Regions from separate parts of the Rattus norvegicus genome. Here region 2 is linked to region 1. Evidence: chromatin contacts called from public Hi-C data. All regions are on one chromosome and are shown on one strand. The core of a region is the stretch at or near the end of the contact, and the rest is flanking DNA. Distances in the headings are between cores, read along the strand shown.

Region 1 (7,287 bases), core at 2,883-5,382:
GGGACACCAAGCACCCTCCCCTGCCCTGGATAAAGGCATCTGTGACATCAACGCTCCTGTCCCATTGCCCAGGGACTTGGAGACTGAACACTGAGACGTGCCAAGCATTGTGCTCCTTGACCTGGGAGACAGGTCCTTTTGCAACCCCGCCATGTAGATGAATGAACTGAGAGGTAAGGCAGAGCTGGAGTCTACCCAGCTGGGAAACAGTACCGGTGGAATTCACTCTCACCTGCAGAGAGGCAGCATGGGGTGCAACACTGGACCCCTCTCTAGTACCCCTTGACCTGCAAATCCCTCAGTGGTCCCCAGTCTGATTTTCTACTGACTGCCTGGGTCAAGTATAGTCAGTGACTGGGATGAGGAGGTAGAGGATAGACAGCACAAGGTCCCTGTACAGACACAGTATCAGCTTGGTGCTTGGCCACAAAAGCTTTGATTTCTCCCCACAGCTGAGGAGTTCTGGGCTAAACAGTTGAATAGGCACCTGCAGAAGCTAGCGGTCTCAGGATCTGTTGATGGCGGGAAAGAATGGGTAGGGGAAGAGGCCCTTGGGGTCAAGAGTAGGAACGGTACCTGCATGGAGCCAGATCTGTGCCAGCGTCATCCAGGGGTGCAGTGGCCCCTGCTTGGGAGCACTGCTCTGCAGAGACGAGGCCACTTCTGACAGTGCTTGCTCCACTCTTGAGGCTGCTACTGACGTGGCATGGACGGAGCCTGTGGGAGGTTGCAAGACTGTGTGAGGATTAAAGGGGGGACCAGTGACACCCCCCTTCCAAACAAAGACATGGGTACAAACATACACATGCCCCTTCCCCAAGATGTGAGTTATTATTCTTAAAGAAATAGGGGAGCAACCGTGATGGGCTAGAACTTCAGTTTCACCTCTGCCTGGCTGCTCCTTTAATCAACACAAAGGGCACATGCTATGCTAAGCCCTCTCCAAGAGCTCAGTCTGGCATGATGTGAGTGCTGGGGCTGGGAGGGAGAACAGCCTGACACAGCAGGAATTCAAGGTTGGCAAACAGCATCGGGGATGACACAGAGGGATGTTACAAAGCACCCTTGTTGTTAGGGCCTAGACCCAGTCACTGCATGGGGAACAGCAGGGGACGGCCATGCTTGCTCCTAGGGTAGTGTCTGCCATCGATGGCTGGACAGCCCAGCAACTTCCTACTAATCGCTGCATCCTTCCCTTCAAGACATGGTGAGACCATGGATGGAGAATCAAGTTCCATGACCTGAGTTAAGCCTGGAGAAGTAGTACATGCCCTCTTTGTATACAGTTGCCTGTTCTCCAGGTAACATTGGCGTAGACGACGATGCTTGGGCTTTGAACATCTCCTATTTTCTAAAAACCTGCAGTCTTGAAAGGCCACTGGGCACATGTACCAGGAAGGCTAGGTGTGGTGCATGAACCAAAACAGGAGTGGGGGCCTGATGACTGGAGCCCCACTTCTTCCCAACATCCACTCTTAGAGGCATCCAGGGGTGAGAGGAACACTCAGTGACTTCAATTTAGAATTACTTATAGACACTTTTACCTACATTATTTTTATTTGGTTTCGGTTTTTCGAGACAGGGTTCTCTGTGTAGTCCTGGCCATCCTGGAACTCTCTCTGTAGGCCAAGCTGGCCTTGAACTCAAAGACATCTGCTTGCCTTTGCCTCCTGAGTGCTAGGACGAAAGCACGTGACACCACTCCTGGCTACCTCCAATGTTCTTATCTTATCATTTATCAGGAAGTTCAGCATGGTGACAAACATTGATCAACTTATGAAAGTTACGACAGTGACAACATGTAAAGATAAATGTTCACTATGCAAATAAATTATACACTGGGTAATATAAAATTGTAAACGTAAGAAGTGTCTCAGTTGGAATATGCCATTATTTATTTTATTATTATTATTACTATTATTATTATTATTAATGGGTTACTTATTAATATGCATGGCAAACTATGTATGGTATTTTATGCCTCTAATCCTAGCATTCAGGAAGTTGGGGCAGGACTTTGAGTTTAAGTCTAGCCTGGACTACACAGTAAGAACTGTCTCAAAAAACCAAAAACAAAACAAAGAGTGGTGTTAGAATAATAACTGTCCACTCATATTGTGGAAATGTTTCAATAAGGTTGAAAGATGAAATCTACGTGCACTCAGATCTTTGATGGGGGATTGATGGATAGAACTGAAAATCTGTAGAAGGAAAGTCATTCTATCTTCCATGGATAAACCATAGGAAGACAGGCCTTGGAGGACCCTAGAGAAGACAGCAGCCACAGGAGGGTCCCTGGGGTTCGTCAGGAAAAGCTGCTGCCCAAGAATAAGGGAGCGGATGGCATGGTGATGCTGCATAGGAGAAACTCAGGAAGCCTGGCTGTGAGTCAACCCTGCTTTGACAAAGCACATCTAGAGTTAATACTTTTCAAAAATAGGAAGGTGGTTCAGCTGTCACAAATAGTTTTACTGTGTGTGTGTGTGTGTGTGTGTGTGTGTGTGTGTGTGTGTGTGTGTGTACACGTGCGCATACTTATATGCATGCCGTGCATATGCACATGTGTGAGTGTGCAAAGCCATGGGACAACCTTGGCTGTTACTCCTAGAGCTGTCCACTTGTTTTTTGAGACAATGTCATGCACTGGCTTAGAGGTCTCTGGAAGTTTTCAGACTTTTTGTCTTAGATCCCTTTTGGATTACAAAATCATGAAGACTCCAAAGAGATATATTGGGTCTTGTCTAATGGTATTGCCTCATTGGGAACTAGAATATGCTTAATATGTTCATTTTTGATTATTTAAAATAATGATGCACTACAGTTACAGCAGAACCATGCAACCTTTTGTCCCACAATCTACAGATCCCTTGCTAAAGGGCCCGTGGTTTTGGAGGAGACAGTGTTGCTTTTGGGATTCGCTGTTTTGTCTTTTGCTCAACAAAGGAATGACAAGATCCTACCTGAATTCCTGACCAAATCATTTTTCTTTGTGCAGTATCTATAATATGCAGAATTAATTCATTTTTAGTATAATAATAAATTTCACTCTGAATAAGGTCTGGCACATGATGATGACAGTGGTACTGACTGATTTTAAAGACCATTTTACATTTAGACACCACTTAATTCTGTTTACGTGACAGAACTGAGACTTGAGGGGTCACTTGAGCCATACAGCCAGTTGGTGGTAAAACCAGAATGCAAACACTGGCTGGTTCTAACCCCAATCTCTACATCCAGCCATAAAGGCCACCTCCTGCAGGAAAGCTGCAGCGAGGCTCCTGCTGTCCCTTCAGAGCACGAGGCCTTGGGTCCTTCCACCTGAGCATCACTCTCACCATGCAGTCTACAGGCTGCAAAGTAGATGGATGCCTCTGTCTCCTTTATGTGATTGTGTGGTTCTGAAAGACAGCAAGGTGTCTTCTGCTTAGGCTTTTCAAGGTCATTTCAACAAGGCACTGGGTAGGTGCTTGTAGAATAAACATAAGAGTGGTTGTGAACAGACATCTTTTTATGACGTTCAGATGCAATGGGGCATGTTCAGAGTGGCATGGCCCTCTATTCAAAAGATAGTCTGGGGCTGGGGATTTAGCTCAGTGGTAGAGCGCTTACCTAGGAAGCGCAAGGCCCTGGGTTCAGTCCCCAGCTCCGAAAAAAAAAAAAAAAAAAAAAAGAACCCAAAAAGATAGTCAGTGGGCTCTGATCTAGTAATGGGGGAAGGCTCTGACCTTCATGACTTCCAAGGGCTTTTTAGCGAATCTGTCACACTGCTGGAAATCTCAGGAACAGAATTAAACACTGATGTCACTTAGTGATGTCATTTAGTGACTCTCTATTTCTCTCTAATACAATTAAACCATTAAATAGAGAGGATGAGGAAGGTGGTCAGGAATCCTTTCCTGTTCTTGGTCAATTCCTTGTTACATGTGTCACAGGGCAGAGAGCCTTGCTATGATGATCCTGGGAGAGATATTAGAGGCAGAGGGTTTTAATAGCAGGTAATGGTGGCCAGAGTACATGACAGTCAGCATCCACTGTTCTTTGCAATGGCAAGTGAGTCTTCCTCTGGGTTAGAGTCTGGAGGCATTGCTAACAGCACGACAGCTATTTTACTGTGGAGTAGAACTGGCGAGGTAAGCAGGAATATATACTGTGGTTCTGACTTATGTGGGCACGGTTGGAAACGCTGCTTCTCCATCTGTCTTTAAGGGACTCTTTTTTTCTCACCAAAGCAAAAGCACACTGTGCCTGACCCAGGGGAAAAGTGGAGACAGTGTCTTGGAAAAGAAATCCACAGGAAGACTAAAAGGACATATTTCCAACTTGAAATCCAAGACTCTGGAAAGATGTTTCCAAATTATCAGGTTCAACAGATGAGCAGGTACCCTGCCCAGGCCGCTCACATCTCTTATTCATCACACGAACTTGAGAAGTGCTTATCGGTGCTGTAACCCAGCCCTGCGCTGCAGCTGCTACTCCATGCCACGGAGATAAAGCATCCCTTCCCTTATGACCCAGCAGGGGAAAGCCGGATCAGCTCGACTGGAGCTGACGGAGGCAGGTGAGACTATGCCCTAAAAGTTGGCCCAAGGTTTGTGAGCTAAGTGTTCAAATGGTCCAAAGGGATGAGACAACCTAGACCAAGGAGCCTGAATTTCCTTGGCTCACAGATTTTGTTAACCTCCTGCTCCGAAGAGAAAAGGCTGCCTGGGACACCTGATAAAAAGGTGGAGTGATGTTTAAAAAACTGTTCTGATTCCCAATCCAGAGTTTCTTCTAGTTCTGCTCGGCTGCCTTGGGGTCCAGAACACCAGGAGCCAGGGTGGGAAGACCTTTCTCTGTGGGTGGAGAACCAAGGCCTCAGATCCCACACACTGCAGATCCAGGCTGCGAAACCCTTCTGAGGTTTCCTATCACAAGGAGAGCTGCTCAGAAATCCTGCCATAAGTAGGCCACTAGCAATAGTCGGCTCCAATTGCTTTTCATCTGGGGCCTTGGGCAAGCTGTTTATATGGAATGAGATGCCTGAGGTTGATTTCATAAAAATTCCACATGACTATATATGAGCTCTACTTATCCACCAGAGTTCATCATTCAAAGGGACCCTAGAGCAACAATTTTGTTAGATGAAATTAGGAGGCTTAGTTAGATGTGGTCACCCTGTACTTCCACAAATAGGGACCCTGGATAAAGGGCACACGTTCTATTCTGGCTCCCTTTTAAACTGCCTGGTGGGACCAGACAAACGGCTGTGGTTGGAAGACCTCTGCAATCCTTTCACTTCTCCTGTCTTCTCAGCATAGAGTAGATGAAATCTTGTCTACCTGGTGAACTGGTGCTTATCCTAGAGCTAGGAGCAATGGACAGTTGCCATGCTATGTGTGAGAAACATCCTTAACTAAAAGGGAGACAGAAGTAGACACACAGGACACACACTTGGCAGGAGCCTGGCCCTGGAGGACTGACTGGATTGCTTCATGTGATGACCATGGGAGAGTGATGGAACATGTGGCTGCCACACCCCACCCCACACCTCATGCACATTCTCTCTGCCTCCCGCTGCTGCAGCCCATACCTGCCTTCCTCACATCTTTTCTGAGAAGGAACCAAGGCACTCTGCCATCAGGCGTGTAGCAATCACTTGTTAATGGAGCTTGGAGCTCATTTCCCTGTCCCCTAACAATTCAGTGTTTTCTGACTTTATTCAGTGTCTACCACCTAGAAGTTGTGTCCCCAAAACAATCAGAACAAGGAGAGAAAGCAGTAATCCCTGCCTACCCCCAAAGATCCCCAGTTCTTAATAGCAATCTGAATGGCTAAGGATCCTGCCAGCTAGCTTCCTTAAAACATTCTCAAGTTAATAGGACAAGACTGTCTCTTAAGCAAGGCTTAGAAACGCCATCTGTCCAATACTGCAGCCTGCTGGCAGCTGTAACCTTCTTGTGGCCTTACCTGCTTCTGCCATACCAGCCCTGATGAGATCAGCAACAGCTCTCAATGTTTGGAGGAAGAAGAGGTGAGAGAGGCCGCTCTTACTTCAGCCACCAAATCAGGCATATTATCTGTATCTTTACATATCTGTATCTTTACAGGCATATTATCTGTATCTGTATCTGTATCTTCTGATAAAAATCAGAAGTTTTACTTCTGCCCCCATGGCCCCCAAGGGGTTAGACTTGGTCTGTCTGTCTATCCTCCAAGGCCATCCTGCTTGCTGAGGCAGTGGTCTCCACTGTGTTATACATGTTTATCTGTGAGCACCGCTGTCTCCTCTCTCCGTACATGTCCACCACTGACAGCAAGGCCAGGCCACAGCACTTAGCAGAAAACTGCTACCCCCACTAATCCCCACAGCCTGCACTGCCTCCCACTGGCCACCATTAGAACTTCCATTTTACCCTGAGGGAGGGATACACTAAGATGTCCGTGCCCACAGCTCCAAGATGAATGTTTCCCAGACCTTCACAGAGTTTCAATCTATTAACACAGACAAAATGTCTTCTTCTGAGAAGGAGAAGCTCTTGCCAGGGGAAAGCTTTGGGGCAGGAGTCCATGAAGCAAGGAGAGACAGGGCTATGTTGTCTCCAGTGGGCATGCAAGGCTGGAGCAGTGCTGCCAAGGCTGGTGGGCCAAGTGGTCACACACAAGCATGAAGGGAAGTCATTCGTAAGCATGCAGGGAGAAGCCAGCTGTCAGGGTGCTTCTGGGTTGAGACAGTACCTTCTGGAGGACTACAGCGGGCAGATGTTTCCTCGGTGGTTCACCCACCTCACTGCACGTTCACTTTGGAGCTACTAAGTGCCCTCTGCCTAGGGAGGCTGCTCTAAGCCTGGCATGGTTACCCACCATTGTGGTACCCACATCTATACTGACTTGCCAACTGCTTATAATTCCATTCAGCCCTGTTTAAAGAACGGCACCCCAGAACTAATTAAGGAAAATTATATTAAATTAATATTGACTAAACGTCAATAACAAAGAAAGGCTATACTTGAAAAAGTTTGTATTTATCAGGATGTATAATGTATTTTTCATTGTAAATTCAAAAATAGGGGAATGTAAATAAAATAATAAAAATTGAAAAGACTCAGAAACAGTGTTGATCATCACTAATGTTATTAAGGAGGAACGGGGGGTAGACTATGCAATTGACTATTTACTTCCAGATTGTGATATAATGTTTGAGGATGTAAAACCATCACTCGGCATGTCAGAAAGTGCCTCTCTTCTCCATCTGATCTAGACTACGCTGTCTCATTGCTGTCTGTCCTCCTCTCAGGGAATTTA
Region 2 (7,287 bases), core at 1,666-4,165, 220 kb after region 1:
CCACAGGGCCTGTCACAGGTTTGTTCCTTTAAGGCTAATGGAGGAAGTCCTTGGTTGTCTTGGAGGGAGTGTGGAAGTGGGGCATTCCCTTTACACTGCCGACTTTAACCCTCCTCCTACAGAACAGGTAAAACCAGAGCATTCCGCTTACTTCCTGCCTCCTGCCCCAAGGACGCAAGGGAAGTGCAGGACAGCTCCACACGGGGGTGTGCACGGCCCGGAATGGGTCCTTCCATCATTTCAATTTCTGCCTGAAAAGACTCTCACATTCAGAGCCCCTCTTAATCCTTTAGGGGATCAACAGGAAGACTACGAAGCAGTCCTCTAAGAATGTCAGCCAGCTTCTAAATTTGTCTGCTTCTCACCTAAAACTTAAGAGTTGTGTCTATGCAGAAAAAGAATGCCATCTAACTAAACAGTCACAACTAACCTGCTACATAGGAAAGGGATTAACTTTTAGCTTGGAAATAAGATACTCTGCCATTTAAAAGTCAAGGCGAGAGCTATGGTTAGGAAAATGTTAGTTCAAAGGTACATTTTTACGTTCCTGAAACCGAGTTTAAGAATAAAATGTTGGTGGAACAAACAGTATAATCTAACGATTCTGCTTCACTTCAAGCTACAGAAGTATCTTTTGATCAGGAAAGCAAGAAGGCAAATTTAAATTTTGCTGCTAGAGCATGTGCCTCACTCGAGGCTCATGAGATGACAGATGGCCAGTTATCAAAGAATAAAACATGTGAAAATGAGTCCCATACAGTCATGGGGCAGATCTTTCCATTAAAGACTACATGCCTGTTCCCTGTCTATCAAGCAAACATTTAAGTGGTGTGCTTTCACATTTAAAAATAGACACCTAATCTCCGAGCCCAGAGCGCCATGTTTTCAGTGGGTGTTACGTAGGAGTGAGAACTGGGATGAAGGAAGCAGAGGGGAGCTAGCACAGCTGCGAGTCCCTAAGACACTGCCACTTGTGATTAATTACTAGCAACGTGAACAACAGTAATACAAAGTACTCAGAAACTTAGAACCCTTAAAGGAATAAATTAATTGTCTTCAGCCTTCTGAATCCCCAAGGATCACAACTGTGGGTTCAACCTACTATGCACTGAGAAGTTAAAAAGAAAAACAAAACAAAACAAAATAACCTACTCCCAAAACAAAAACAAAAAATATCCCTTCAAATATTGTACAGAATATGGAAGGATTTCTTTTTGTGATTATTCCCTAAAATATACATATTTATATATCATTTAAATAAAAATAGATGGGGTTGGGGATTTAGCTCAGTGGTAGAGCGCTTGCCTAGGAAGCGCAAGGCCCTGGGTTCGGTCCCCAGCTCCGAAAAAAGGAACCAAAAAAAAAAATAGATATAAATAACCTAGACTTAAATTATACAAAAGGATCATGTAGGTTATATGAAAATAATATTCAATTTCATGCAAGAGACTTGACATCATCTTTGGAACTCAGGGTCCAATCCTCCACAGATACTGAGGGATAACTGTTTTTGAATACATGTTATTTCCATTTTTAAAATATCAAAATTTTTTGAGACATGTTTTCTGTGAATGGTCCTGGAACTCACTCTGTCGACCAGGCTGACCTCAAACTCAGACCCACCTCCCTCTACCTCCCAAGGGCTGGGATGAAGGTGTGTGCCACCACTGTCCAGCTTTTAAAACATCTTTTAGTAATTTAAGCACAAGATAAAACATTGCTTTTACAGAAATATTCTTTTTTGTTTTAATAAAAAAGGAACATCAAGGGGCTTGAGACCCCTTATGAACAACAATGCCAACCAACCAGAGCTTCCAGGGACTAAGCCACTACCTAAAGACTATACATGGACTGACCCTGGACTCTGACCTCATAGGTAGCAATGAATATCCTAGTAAGAGCACCAGTGGAAGGGGAAGCCCTGGGTCCTGCCAAGACTGAACCCCCAGTGAACTAGATTGTTGGGGGGAGGGTGGTAATGGGAGGAGGATGGGGAGGGGAACACCCATAGAGAAGGGGATAGGGAGGAGCTAGGGGGATGTTTGCCTGAAAACCGGGAAAGGTAAGAACAATTGAAATGTAAATAAGAAATACCCAAGTTAAAAAAGATGGAGAAAAAAATTGAAAAAAAAAGGAACATCAAACCTATTAATATTTTAAATAGACTTGAAAATATATTATGATCACATATAAACTAAAAATAACATCCTATTTTAGACCAGAAATATATATAATTTCTCATATGATAAAGGATGACTGTTTTTAAAAAAGTCATTGGCTTTTGTTTTCCAAGTTCATTATTACTTATTTTTAACAGGGGAGGAAATTTCATATTTTTGATGCTAAAAAGGGCTGATTCTGTGTTAGAGCCTTCTCAATTAACCTTCTGAAGGAGAGACACAAAGCTGTTGCTCTGTGCTGCTCTCCAGGTCTATAAATACCGCAGTGCGTGAGCATACTGAAGCGCACACGGAGAGGACAGCGGATTAAACCAAGACACGGCCTCACGTGAGGCTGCGCAGGACAGAACTACATCCATTACTGTTCAGGAACAATCGATTTGATTTAAAAACGTGAAAATTAAGGTTTCAAAATACACTATCAAAGGAACAAACTCCCCAGGATGGAATACATACAGCAGAGCTATTATTTTTTGCTACAAAATTTCCCACTGCTATTTTTAGTATACAACTGTTGCATGCAGCATTTTTCCCATAAAAGGCTCTCACACTTACAAATATAACCTCAAGATGATCAGCTGGCAAGAGGGGGAAAAAGAACAAATTTATTTTAGACTGACACAGAAAAGAGAAGAGAAAGAAAAAACCCTAAGAAGCATTTTCCAGTATTTACTTGCTGGCCCTGGGAAAAAAGCAAGCTCCTCAAGCCTGACAGCTACTGAGGCTAGCAGCGCAGGCTGAGCTGCCCCGTCCCACCGTCCCACCTCCGGCTTCAGGTCTCTGTGCACCACTCCAACATCGTGCATGTGGCTCACAGCCGACACAAGCTTCCGCATAATGTAGCTGGCCTCAGTCTCGCTGAAGTGCTTCTTTTTCTTGATGCGCTCAAACAGCTCTCCCCCATTCAGAAGCTCCATCACAAGAAATGTATGAAGCTAGAAAGATGAAAAGAAAGAGTAAGGTGGGATTTTCTGAAAAGACAAGAATTCCTGTAGAGGTTATTTACTGTTCAGTAATTTAAATAACCCCTTGCTTAAACAGCCTACAACAATCCTTCTAGTTAAAGAGTTAAAGAATAATGTAGCTTCTCAGAATTCTATTTTAGCAATGAAAAAAATTTCAAGTACTTCAGCAAAATCTTTTCAGTCTTTTCCTTTACCTCATTTTATTTCTGTTGAACTCTATTTTAATCTTCTCTCAAGTTTTCATATTTTCACTTTAAAACTGTGAACCGAGCTGACAATCGATGGTGAATAGCCCAGGGGTGGCTGCCTGGTATCATGTGCAGCTGCCACTGAGCGAGGGGCAGTTTCCCTTGAGAGAGAGGTGGTGCTTACAACTTCAGGGCTCAGTGACTCATCACAGGATTCCTGAGAATATTTACTGCAAAGATCTGCAACTCACTCTACATGTTTCTTGTGGAAAAGACCTTCCTCCTGGCTGTTTGCAGAAGAGTCTTCTGGACGCCTTCAGATCAAGATGTAGAATTCTTGGCTCCTCCAGTACCAAGTGCTGCCCACCATGACGATAAGGGACTGGACCTCTAAAACTGTAAGCCAGGCCCAACTGTTTGCCTTTGCAAGAGTTGCCTTGGTCAGAGTGTCTCTTTATGGCAAGAAAACCCAACTAGGACATCTTTATAAACCCTAGGATCCACAGCAATAAAATGTAGGTGATGAAAAAAATGTACAGGTAGAACTGTGATGATGGCCCACAGATTCCATGTCCTAACCTTCAAACCCATGTTTCTTATTGTCGATGACAAAAGGGACCATGTAGTTGTAATTAAGGTTCTGTTATTGTTGTTTTATTTTTTTAAGATGGGGTCTTACTATGTAGACCAGGCAAACCACGAACTTAAGAGATCTGCCTGTCTCTGCCTCCTGCACGCTAGGATTATGTGCTACCCACTTAGTCCCCGATTAGAATTCTTTAAAAAGATGTACATACATAAATGTATGTATGTATGTATGTATGTATGTATGTATGTATGTATGTATGTATGTATATATGCATGTATGCATATGTCATATATGTAAATATGTATGCATGTGTGTCTGCATTGGGTCCAATGGGACTATAATTATAGATGATTGTAAGATGCCTCAGGAGTGCTGGCAACTGAGCATAGAGCTCCTAACCACTGAGCGTCTCGCTAGCCCCATGATTAAGATTCTTGAGATGGGATAATTACCCTGGGTTATCGACCAGCACCTAAGGTATGAGATTAGACTATGCAAGCAAGAGATTAGAGTACTGCATAAAAGGCTAATAAGCTAAAGAAAATGAGTGGCCTCCAGAAGCTAAGTCAAGAACACAAGTTGTCCTTTATCGTCCCCAGGAGGGGACAGCTCTGTCTACTCCTTGACTGCAGATCAGTGAGCCTGATGGCAGACTTGCTATCACCATTCATTGTTTAAATAGTTAACATACTAAGTTTGTGGCAGCAATTAGGAACATACAGAGGATGGACAAAGATCACAGCACACAAATGAGCTGGCTTATTGTACAGCCAAAGGCTGAAGAGCCACCCTTGTTCTCATCAAACTAGTTGGAAATAGGACTGCATAGATATTAGGATCAACTACCATGGGCAAAACTCTCAAGACATATTTCAACAAGTGAATAGCAGAATTATTATTATATTTATACTACTACATGTAGCATTAGATCATAAGAAAATTCCTATTCCAAGGAGTCTGAAATTTAAAAATTGCCAAAAATAAGCTTTTAACATAAATTTAAAAGCTAGGTATAGAATTCTTGAGCCATGATACTAGTCAGAAGTTCCAAGATCCAGTGTTTGGGCTGAGATTCAGTGAGGATCACAGCTGCAAAACTACAGGTGGGGTGTCTGAGGTCATCCATCAGTTTCTTGATAGGTGAGTTTTCTCTGTATCTGCATCAACAGGACGCTGTCTTTTAGCATGCACCTCAAATGGACAGGGGATTCACTGCTCCCATGAGAATCTGAGTAGGTCAACAAGGTAGAAGGCAAGGAGAGCATTCTCAAGAGTTCTTGCTTCAATAGCTTCTCTTCTCATGAGAACCAGAGGAAGGAGAAGATGATACCATTTTTAGATGTTTGTTATCTGACATAATAACCCGACTGTGTACCTGCCTCCTCTAATAGAGCAGAGCAAAGTAGTTAAAAGCTTGTTAGGGTCTGAAGTTGGAATGGTGGGGCTTAGATACCAGCCTTACCATTAACAAGCTGAACTTCTATGGGTTGTTTTCTGACATTACAGTGTTAAGGCAAGGACTAAGATAATACAGCAAAAGATTATAATGACAATGTGTTCCTGCTGCCACCTGATATCACCATGATGTTACTCTTAGTTATGGTACTCAGAACCGAGTCCCCAAAGCTACTCTAGTCAAGAATGTCACATCAACAGAATGATGTGAGTCTGGAAGAGGTTCTTTCTAGATTTTCACTGACTACGGATGCTGGAAAAAGTCTCAAGACTTTTAGGAATCTCAGGTCCTTTGTTGTTAAAATTAGAAGAAGGAAAAAACACGTTCAGGACTTGTTTTCACATTTGTGCCTTAATAGATAGGCATAGAAGGGTAACAAGCTGAAGTCCTGAGAAGGCTGTGATACCTGTCCACTGTCAGAGAAAAGAATACTGAAATAGCACAATTTCAGGCATGGGAGGTGACAATGCAGGGAGCTGAGAGGTGCTGTGGACCACCGATATTTCTATCTGTCCAAGTGACAGGCTTCTGTGTAAGACTTCTGTTGAGAAGCAGAGCTAAGGGTAGAAGAGAACATACAACAACCTGGCCTGGAGGTTGAGCAGATGCTGACACCTGGAACAAGATGAAAGGGAGCATTTTTGTCTTTCTGCTTCCCATTTGTCCTTAACTTGCAGCAAGTGGGCTTAAGAGTCAGTCTGTTTGATGCTAGAAATGTAAGGAATGTTGAAGGCTTAAAGTCACCAAGTACTGACTATGCATAGTTAAGTGAGGGAGATGGCAGCCTCACTCACAATAAGCACTCTGAAATCTGTGACAGTGGCTTATTGGGCTCTTCCCCTCTGGCATCCACCCATGCCAATATGGCAACCTAGGGAGGCAAGGTGAAGGAACAGGATGCAATGATTCAGGGGTGAGAGTGTGTGAGCTACCTTTTCTCCTCTTCCCTGAGGCTGGGTGATAGTCCCTGAGTTTCACTCAGCAGCACCAATAAAACTGGTAAGAAGCTGAACCCTGTATATGGTCTAGCCCATGTACATGGACAGAGGGAAGCCATGAAATACCTGGTCATGAAAAACTTCATGCAGCTTCACAACATTGGGGTGGCCTTCGCAGAGTTTCAGAGCTGTTATTTCTTTCTGAGTATTGGCTTCCATCCTGCAAGGTCAAATAGTCAACATTTCTATGTCTCTTCCAGCAGAGTCTGCAGCAGTGCTCCCTCCCTGTTTTTATTTACAGTGCACTCAGAATACTTGTGTCAAAGTCTCAAAATGACATATCCACGAAAGTAATAAGCATACCACCCACCAGGAAAGTAAAACTTTTTAAAAAGAAAATGACTCCCTCTTCATCAGAAGAGAGCTAGTCATACAAAGAAATGTATGTTCTTCCTGCTGACAATTTAGCAATGGTAATAACCCAGTACCAGAACAGCTAGCAGGCTCTGTTCTCAAAGCCATCAGGAAGCTTGTTGAATACTTTTGACTTCAAACATTCAACTAATAGAAGTCACCAAGCAAATCTGATTAAATATTTCATTACCGCAAGACAGTTTTCACATAGAACACAACAGATTCTGATTTGTCCAAAACTGTTTGACTCATCAGAAAACATTGGTGCTAGAGGTGCTGGAGATCAGCTAACATAGTAAATAGCCAAGCCTGTGTGTAAACAGCCTTGCAAGGGAAACAGCTGATTTCCTTCTCCAGAACCCCAAGTAGTATAAAGCCCCAAGAAAGACTGCTAGGACTGGCCATACCTTTTGCTGATTATTTTGACGGCAAAGGCTTGGTTAGTTTTTTTGTGTACACACTTCCGACAGATTGAAAAACTTCCTTCTCCCAAAGGTTTGTCCTTCAGATCTAGGTCATAGTGTTGGTAGAATGGTGAGTCCTGACGAAAGATCAAC

What was found. Hi-C and Micro-C count contacts between places; a contact is called where the count stands out from the background.
Region 2: a Hi-C map of frontal cortex shows a contact between it and region 1, with 2.2 times the contacts expected there. The contact joins two enhancer-like sites.

Annotation. Positions count from the first base shown.
Region 1 is chr6:125,349,594-125,356,880 of GRCr8, forward strand. It overlaps Ttc7b (tetratricopeptide repeat domain 7B), which reads right to left. Exons shown (of 22, transcript NM_001401371.1): 20 at 577-717. Among named protein-coding and RNA genes, the nearest start is that of Calm1, 140 kb to the left of the region's middle. Within about 2 kb of position 4,133, at least 9 of the 93 cell types and tissues checked have an H3K27ac peak or open chromatin away from gene starts, as enhancers often do.
Region 2 is chr6:125,570,341-125,577,627 of GRCr8, forward strand. It overlaps Rps6ka5 (ribosomal protein S6 kinase A5), which reads right to left. Exons shown (of 17, transcript NM_001395592.1): 11 at 7,138-7,271; 12 at 6,443-6,536; 13 at 2,945-3,115. Among named protein-coding and RNA genes, the nearest start is that of Ttc7b, 45 kb to the left of the region's middle. Within about 2 kb of position 2,916, at least 19 of the 93 cell types and tissues checked have an H3K27ac peak or open chromatin away from gene starts, as enhancers often do.